Linked DNA regions of Danio rerio: region 1 is linked to region 2. Evidence: chromatin contacts called from public Micro-C data. All regions are on one chromosome and are shown on one strand. Each heading gives the region's core, a stretch centred on a gene start, on an enhancer-like site or on the middle of the called end of the contact. The rest is flanking DNA. Distances are from core to core; before and after follow the strand shown.

Region 1 (3,812 bases), core at 236-2,735, 130 kb before region 2:
ATTAATTAGTATTTACTCACTAACTACTAGTACTAATTATTAGGTACTAGAACTTATTCTTTTGATAGTACTTATTTCAATAGTGGCTAATAACCACTCGGTTGTTACTTGTAACAAATTGTACAAAGTTGCCGTTGATTTCTGTCAGAAACTCATTGAGATATTTTTTGTGCATTTATTTTTATTTTTCAATAGTATGCATTTAAGTCTAGTATTTTTTAAGGTAGTACTAGTAGCTATTATTAAGATATTAGTACTTACTTTAGATACTAGTTCCTATTACCAGATAGAAGTATTTCATCAGATATCAAAGGAAAAAGCAGAAGCTAACTTTCAAAAATTACTATTAAAGAATTTAAGCTAATTAATATGTAGTATTTTTGAAGAATATATTACCTAAAATTAGAAGTACAGGAAGCAATCATTCATTAATTTTCCTTCAACTTAGTTGCATGAACTGCTATTCCAGCATATGTTTTACACAGCAGATGCCCTTCCACCTGCAACTCAACACTGGGAAACATCCACACACTCATTTACACTGGCCATTTTAGTCTATTCAATTCACCTATACCACATGTCTTTGAACTGTGGGGGAAAGCATAGCACCTGCAGGAAACCTACACCAGCACGGGGAGAAAATGTAAACTTCACAAAGCAATGCCACTGACCCAGCTGGGACTCAAACCAGCAACCTTCTGTGGTGCTGTGGTGGTGTTACTTGTAACGCATGTAACATGGAGGAATGGAGTGCATTAGACTGATTCCCAAAAGACCACTGTGAGTCCCCGCATTGATCCTGTGTGCCAGCCTGACCACCCGCTAGTGCCTTACTAATAACTGCAGCTTCTCCACAATGGACGTCCAGCCTCCGGCGTCTAGACTGCAGCTCCACACAGGATGTTTGGCCAGAAGAATAATTGTCATGCCCAACAGAGCCTGGTTTCTCTCCAGGTTGTTTTCCCTTCACTCCGTCAATTGGAGATGTTTTTTTCCTTGCCACTGGCTTGCTCGGATCAGGACTTGTGGAGCTGTGCTTATTTCATGTGGATTTGCTCTACAGTGTTTGAACTGTCAGCAGTGAAATTTAAATCACACTGAGCTAAAGTAAACTTCAATTCTGATATTTGGACTTTAGTAAAACTGTCTCGACACAATCTATATTGTAAAAAGCGCTATATAAATAAACATGAATTGAAAGGTTATGAAATCATGCCTGCTATGGGTGCTCGTAACCTTTTAAACAGTAGGCGAGTACTTTTTTGTCTGTGAGAATGTGATCTATTGTAACTGTTTGGAATTGAACGCTAACGTCTGATTAATGCTGCAAATAAATTTATGACTATTAGTGTAATTAAGTTAAGTGAAATGAACCAAACTAATAATAAATACTACAAACATCCATTGACAAGCCAGCGCTGCAGGAGGCGCTGTAGAGCAGGTTTGATCTGGCTACTGAGCAAAGAAGAAGAAATGATCTCAACACAGTTGATTTTATTTACAGTCTGGTCTGCATTTAAAAGATCCTGTGATTAATAAACGAAGAAAATATGCCAAGTTTACTTCAAACACATGCAGCTCACTGCTTAAGAAGCTAGTATAAAACGGGAGACGCGTTGAATAAAACGTTTTGTTTACAGTGTTGATTTACAATGAGAAAAGTAATCGTAGGAATTGGTGGGTGAGTAAAGTAAAAGTAAACGTGTTCAGTTCGAATGTTATCGAGAGTATATGAGTTATACATGAACTGCTGTGACAGGATGACAAACGGGGGAAAGACCACTCTGAGTAAAAGTCTTCAGGAGCTTCTGCCCAACAGCTGTGTTATTTCTCAAGATAACTTTTTCAAGGTGCCATACTCGATTTATATTAATATTCTGAATGTAAATATGTTGTTTTCAAATACAATTTTATGATTTGGTCATTTATTTATATCTTGCAATTGTTGCTAACAAATGTGTGTTTATTTCTCAGGATGACTCTGAGGTTCCTGCTGATATCAGAGGCTTTAAAGAATATGACAGTAAGTGTTGTGAAATCATGTTTTTATTGAAATAAACTATATATGTATTTTTAGTTATTTATTTATTATTACGAAACTCATCTTCAGCTTTGGACGCCCTGCACATGGACAGGATGATGGGAGACATCGGCTCGTGGCAGGAGGATCCTGTGGGATTCATGATATCTCATAGTTGTCCAGTGAAACCCACAGCATCAGAGCCGAGTGTGTTTGTTCTTATAGTGGAGGGGTTCCTGATTTTTAATCATCGGTAACTTAATTTATTTTGGTCCAGCAGACTACACAGAGTCACAATAAATCTTACTGGACCCACTTGAAATCCTTAACGTAATAATCTTAATTTTGAAAATTCTTTCCTTAGTCAAGGAAATTTTGTAGCAGTTCTTCAAAGCTACATTAAATTATATCACCTAATTTAAGATCCAAATTCATGCTTTTGAAAGAATTATCAGTCCTCTAAATCATAGAAATTATTATAAAGCAATTTTATCTTCAAAAACACAAGTAAAATATATCTTGTTTTGCTTGTGACAGCAGAAATGTGTTTTACATAACCTGATATACTAAAATGTTAACAAATCTACAGTTATCAAATTGATATTTCTGCTGTGTTATTCGTTAGTGTGAATGACCTCAGGGTCACTAAAACATGCTTGTTGACCTTTGGTTATGGATTGCATTATTTATTGTGTTTTTGTTTCATGGATTCATGTTTTACCTCCAGGCCTCTTAATGCTTTGTTCGACAAGAAGTACTTCCTGCAGATTCCTTATGAGACGTGCAAAGAGAGAAGAAGGTGCGATCTAGACTCCTGTCAGACGTGTCTAGTGTGATGAACATATCATTAAATGAAGTAAAACCATCTCTTTCATTTCTCTCTATTGGGCAGCTCCAGAGTCTATGTGCCTCCAGATCCGCCAGGCTACCTTGATAGCTACGTTTGGCCCATGTACCTGAAAAACAGAAAAGCCATGGAAGAAACTGTAGATGACATAGGTACTGTAATATTATAAAACGCTTTAATCACAGAGTTGTGGTGAACTGTAAAAGTCTGGCTGAATGTATTTGCACTTTATACAGTGTTTCTGGACGGCACACTGAAGAGAGAGACGTTGATCTCAACAGTTTTTGCAGACATCCAGGAAATGCTTCTGGTTAGACAGAGATGATCTGTCATGTGAGTAATTCAGCATTTACGTAATATTGAAGCTCACTTGCATGAAACTCATTTTTTTCTGTGTTTGCATTTCATTGTCAGATTGTGAGGACCACACTTTGAAGCCATTTATTCCCGCAAGTACACTTATATCAGCACATTCTTTATAGTATTCATTAATGGGCAATTTCAATTCCTCATTAAAGGGCATTTACTGTTATCATGAAGCCTAGAAATTCCTCAAAATAAGAGAAGCTTGACGTATTTTCTAGATAATGTATTAATGCTGATTTAAAATGGGGAACTTGTATTAAAGACTTCCCATTTTGGCGTGTGTGTGTGTGTGTGTGTGTGTGTGTGTGTGTGTGTGTGTGTGTGTGTGTGTGTGTGTGTGTGTGTGTGTGTTTGTTGAAGTGAATTCATAAACATGATTTTATACACACAGAATATAAAATACATGTGATTAATGTTTTAAAACTACATTTTTTGTGAAAATGTCAAAATGTGAGTGAAGTATGAAAACAAATATACATAATCTGACTTAGACTTATTAAAATAAAAAAAATGTTTTAGCAGAATGGTCACTCATATGAATAAGTGAAAATATTTGTGATCATAATTTTTTTAAAATAA
Region 2 (3,815 bases), core at 584-3,083:
ATTTACAGAAATGCTTAGCAATAGAGCAGTTTCCCCCTAACAATATATTTGTTTGGGATTTTATAGAAACATTATATAAAATGAAATGTTCTTCTTGAGGAACTATTGTTTGCATAAGGGATTTGTATTTATCGTTTACCGTTAGCACATTTTCTTGCTAATAATCTAATAACAAGTTTGTGCCAAATGAAGTGGGTGGTCTGTTCTGTTGTTTGTCTCTGATAGAGAATCATTGTATATGCTTGTGTGTTTATTGTTTTTTGTTGGACGGTATGAGTCTCCAGACATTCAGTATTATTATTATTATTATTATTATTATTATTATTATTATCAGTAATATTATTATATTTATTATATTATATTTATAGCAACCTTCAAAATAAAAACAATAGCTAATCTATATTTATGTGGACTTATAACAGATGCTCTCTGTAGTGCAGAGTAAATATTGATAGACCAATTACCTAAATGAAGTTTAGACTAAATATTGATTTTTATTTATTGATTATTCTGAGCTTAATCTGTGAAGTACAAATGATGGACAGGGTTGGGGCGAATGCTTTTAAGAGAGGTTGTCATTTCTAGTTTAAAATAACATTTTTTGTTTGTTTTCTTGCTGAGCTACAAAAAACCAACTGTAATTAAATGTTTCATTAAATGCTAATTGCAAATACATAAATAAATATTTTGTAAAAATGGAAATACTGTCACTTGACAGATAGAGCACAATGCAGAAGACACCTGCAAATCAAGGCAAAATCAGGTCTATCTTGACTAGTGTAACTCCATACTGTTGTAAATTAGATTGTTTTTACTTTAATAAGTTCATTTTAAAACAAAGTATACTGTATTAGTTAATACAAAGCAATCTTTTTAGGCTATTTTTAAATATTAATAAATAAATTAAGAATTACTCATGGCAGCTATGTTTACCTTCGACCCACTAGCCTCAATCTAGTTTGGTCTTTGGCCCTTTATAAAAAACTTTGGACACCCCAGGTTCAAAATAATAACAAATCAACTGTATTCATGTGGCAAAGCTCTAAATTCTTAGCATTATTTCTCCAGTCTAAAGTGTCACATGTTGTTTCAGTTTATGCTCAAGGCATATTTCTTATTATAAAAGCTTAAATACTTTTTCACAGTTTATTTCATGTGGATACTTAGGATTCTTTGATACCCCAGATTCTTTCCATAGATATATAATTCAACATTTATTTGAAACAGAAAAACATTGAAGATTTCTGTTGCTTTTGAAAAATTTGATGCGTCTTTGCTGAATAAAAAATCTTACTGACCCCAATTATTTAACAATAGTTTGTGCTCTAAATGCATAGTATATCTGTGTTTCATGCACATAAGTTATGCATATGAATAACGCTGTTTGATGAGATATTGAAAGTCCATGTCACTGTAACATCTAAGACATAAGATTGTCCGTCCAACCTTTTTTTAATAATAAAAAAAGATCTGAGAGCCCTGAACACACATGCCAGACACACAACCATGGATGTGGAGTCCTGATGCCCTGTAGCGTGTGTTGCAGTGCTTTCAGTGGGCCGCTGTGAATGACTGACTGTTTCATGTCCATCCAGCACTGCAGATGTCACCGCTCCACAGCTGCATTCTGGCTTTCAACAACTCGGCTAATTAGAGTCGAACAGTCAGCCATAGAGACTACAGTCTGCATCCGCTGCTGTCACACTGCGGGAGATTCATTCACTTCTGAGAAAAATAGCTGTGTGCCTTTTCCTTTCACATTCACAGGCCTCCTTACACCCCTGTAAAAAGCACTGCGTGAAGAATAATTCCATGCCCAAGTGTTTTAAGAGCATGTGTATTTTGGGTGGTTTTCGCCCTCTGGTGGTCATTGTGCAGTCCTGTTAATTGCATTGTAAGATTAAAAGGATAGTTCAGCCAAACATTTACTCGATCTTTACTTGTTTCAAACCTTTAAGTGTTTCTTTCTTCTGTTGAATGCAAAATAATACATTTTGAAGAAAGCTGAAAATCTGTAAACATTGGCTTCCATAGTACCTTTTTTTTCTACTGTGGAAAGCAAGTTACAGGTTTTCAGATTTCTTCAATACTTTTGTGTTCAAAAAGAAAAAATAAATTCATAAGGGTTTGGAACCACTTGAGGGAGAGTAAATAGTGAGTAAATTTCCATTTTTTTAAATGAAGTGTCCCTTTACTGAAATGGGTTTAAGATGTGTCCATCTTTTTGTTTTTTCCCCACAGTCTTAGGCCTTTGGATGTAGAGTTTATGAGGCGTCTCAGTAAGGTGGTGAACATAGTTCCTGTTATCGCTAAGGCTGACACTCTGACTTTAGAGGAGAGAGACTTCTTTAAAAAGAAGGTAAGCTGACGCTGATGGCCTTGCAGGTAATGCAACTACGGTACATGCACTGCAACTGCGTTTTAGGCATCCCGAGTTTGAATTCAGGCTCGCGGACCTTTGCCGATCTCACCCTCTGTCTCACTGTCTCTCTTCAACTTCACTTACTGACTAACTGCTACTATTGTTCTAGCACAAAGACAAAAAAACAAACAAATCTTATGTAAAAAAAGAAGCTACAAAGGTAAGCTACAAAAGTCAATGTGCAGGGCTCGAAATTAACTTTCTTACTTGGTTGCACCGGTGCTCCTAACCCAAAATATTTAGGAGCACCAGAAAAAATTTAGGAGCACCAGAAAAATTTTAGGAGCACCCACCAAAAATGAATGATATATTTGACAAGTTGTATATTAAGGGATTTATTGTATTTGAAAACAACATCAATTGGGACTAACAAAACCAGAAGCAACTATCTAACTAACGTTAATAATGACTTAATATTTGTGCAATAATTCCAAAATGAATGTAGAATAATTATAAAATATTAATGATGACGATGATGACACTAATACTAATAATGAATTATATTTCTCATTTTCATGCTAATGCAAGTTATCTGCTATATAAAGTCCTACTGTTACTTTATGAAAAATAAATTGATGGATTGCATCAAACACAAATGAAGCATTGTAGTAAGAAATATTTATTTTGTACTATTGTTTTTATATGCATGTCAATTTAATAAATAATATTTCTGCTACAAAACAAACAAAATACTATAATAAATCATTTAATTCACTGCTGAAAGCTGCAAAGCAGTCAGTAATTAAATAGAAAAATAATATACACCTCAAGAAAGAACGGACAAAAGAAAGGAAGAAAAGTCTCACTATTAAAAGTTTTGATTTCGGTTCGTGTCGTTTTAATGCTCAGCCTGGTTACGTGCTAAATTACATTTTTCTGTGTTTGCGGAAAAGCATGCGAGTCAGCCGGACCAATATATGAGGGGGAGCAGAGCAGGATTCTCCCGATGACCACCGGCGCAATACTGTTCTTTGTTATAACCCGCATCAGTTTAAACTCATTAAAGGCAAGCTTCTTTGGCGATGGTGTTTTAGCAGACATTTGCGCTGTTGCAGCCTGATCTCACGGGGAAACGTATGAAAAAGTTACGAATTGCCATGAGATTGTGTTGGCTGAACATGCAGTGCATGCAATGCATCGAGATTCAGTGCACTTTTCACTCTTCAGCCGGTTGCATTCCCCGCGGTCACGAAAGCTCCCTCCCTGTCATCTGACAGCGGAAAGTCTTGAGTGATTGACAGCTAATATGAACCAATATGGCAGTTTTACCACGTTTTTAGAAAAAAACCAAAACAGGTCGCACTACAACCATTATATGCAGTCGCACGAATGCTCCCAATTTATATTATGAGGTCGCATAGCTTAAATTTTGGGCGCATATGCGACCAAAATG

The links. Hi-C and Micro-C count contacts between places; a contact is called where the count stands out from the background.
Region 1: a contact with region 2 is called in a Micro-C map of caudal fin, with 4 times the contacts expected there. The contact joins the promoter of nmrk1 here to the enhancer-like site in region 2. A contact is called at or near these places in 4 of 18 Hi-C or Micro-C datasets (caudal fin, fibroblasts, hematopoietic stem cells and 1 more) and 1 of 4 datasets of contacts at active chromatin or transcription factors (caudal fin).

What each region holds. Positions count from the first base shown.
Region 1 is chr3:33,453,261-33,457,072 of GRCz12tu, reverse strand. nmrk1 (nicotinamide riboside kinase 1) reads left to right here and starts at 1,485. Exons shown (of 8, transcript NM_001013449.2): 1 at 1,485-1,681; 2 at 1,760-1,850; 3 at 1,975-2,023; 4 at 2,111-2,273; 5 at 2,748-2,819; 6 at 2,913-3,019; 7 at 3,104-3,200; 8 at 3,282-3,399. The coding sequence starts at 1,653. The coding sequence ends at 3,192. It also overlaps a transcript of si:ch211-165d12.4 not described here.
Region 2 is chr3:33,320,964-33,324,778 of GRCz12tu, reverse strand. It overlaps septin9a (septin 9a), which reads left to right. Exons shown (of 12, transcript NM_001423665.1): 8 at 2,242-2,359. Among named protein-coding and RNA genes, the nearest start is that of septin9a, 120 kb to the left of the region's middle. Within about 2 kb of position 1,833, at least 7 of the 62 cell types and tissues checked have an H3K27ac peak or open chromatin away from gene starts, as enhancers often do. A contact at or near this core is called in caudal fin, where this site is marked.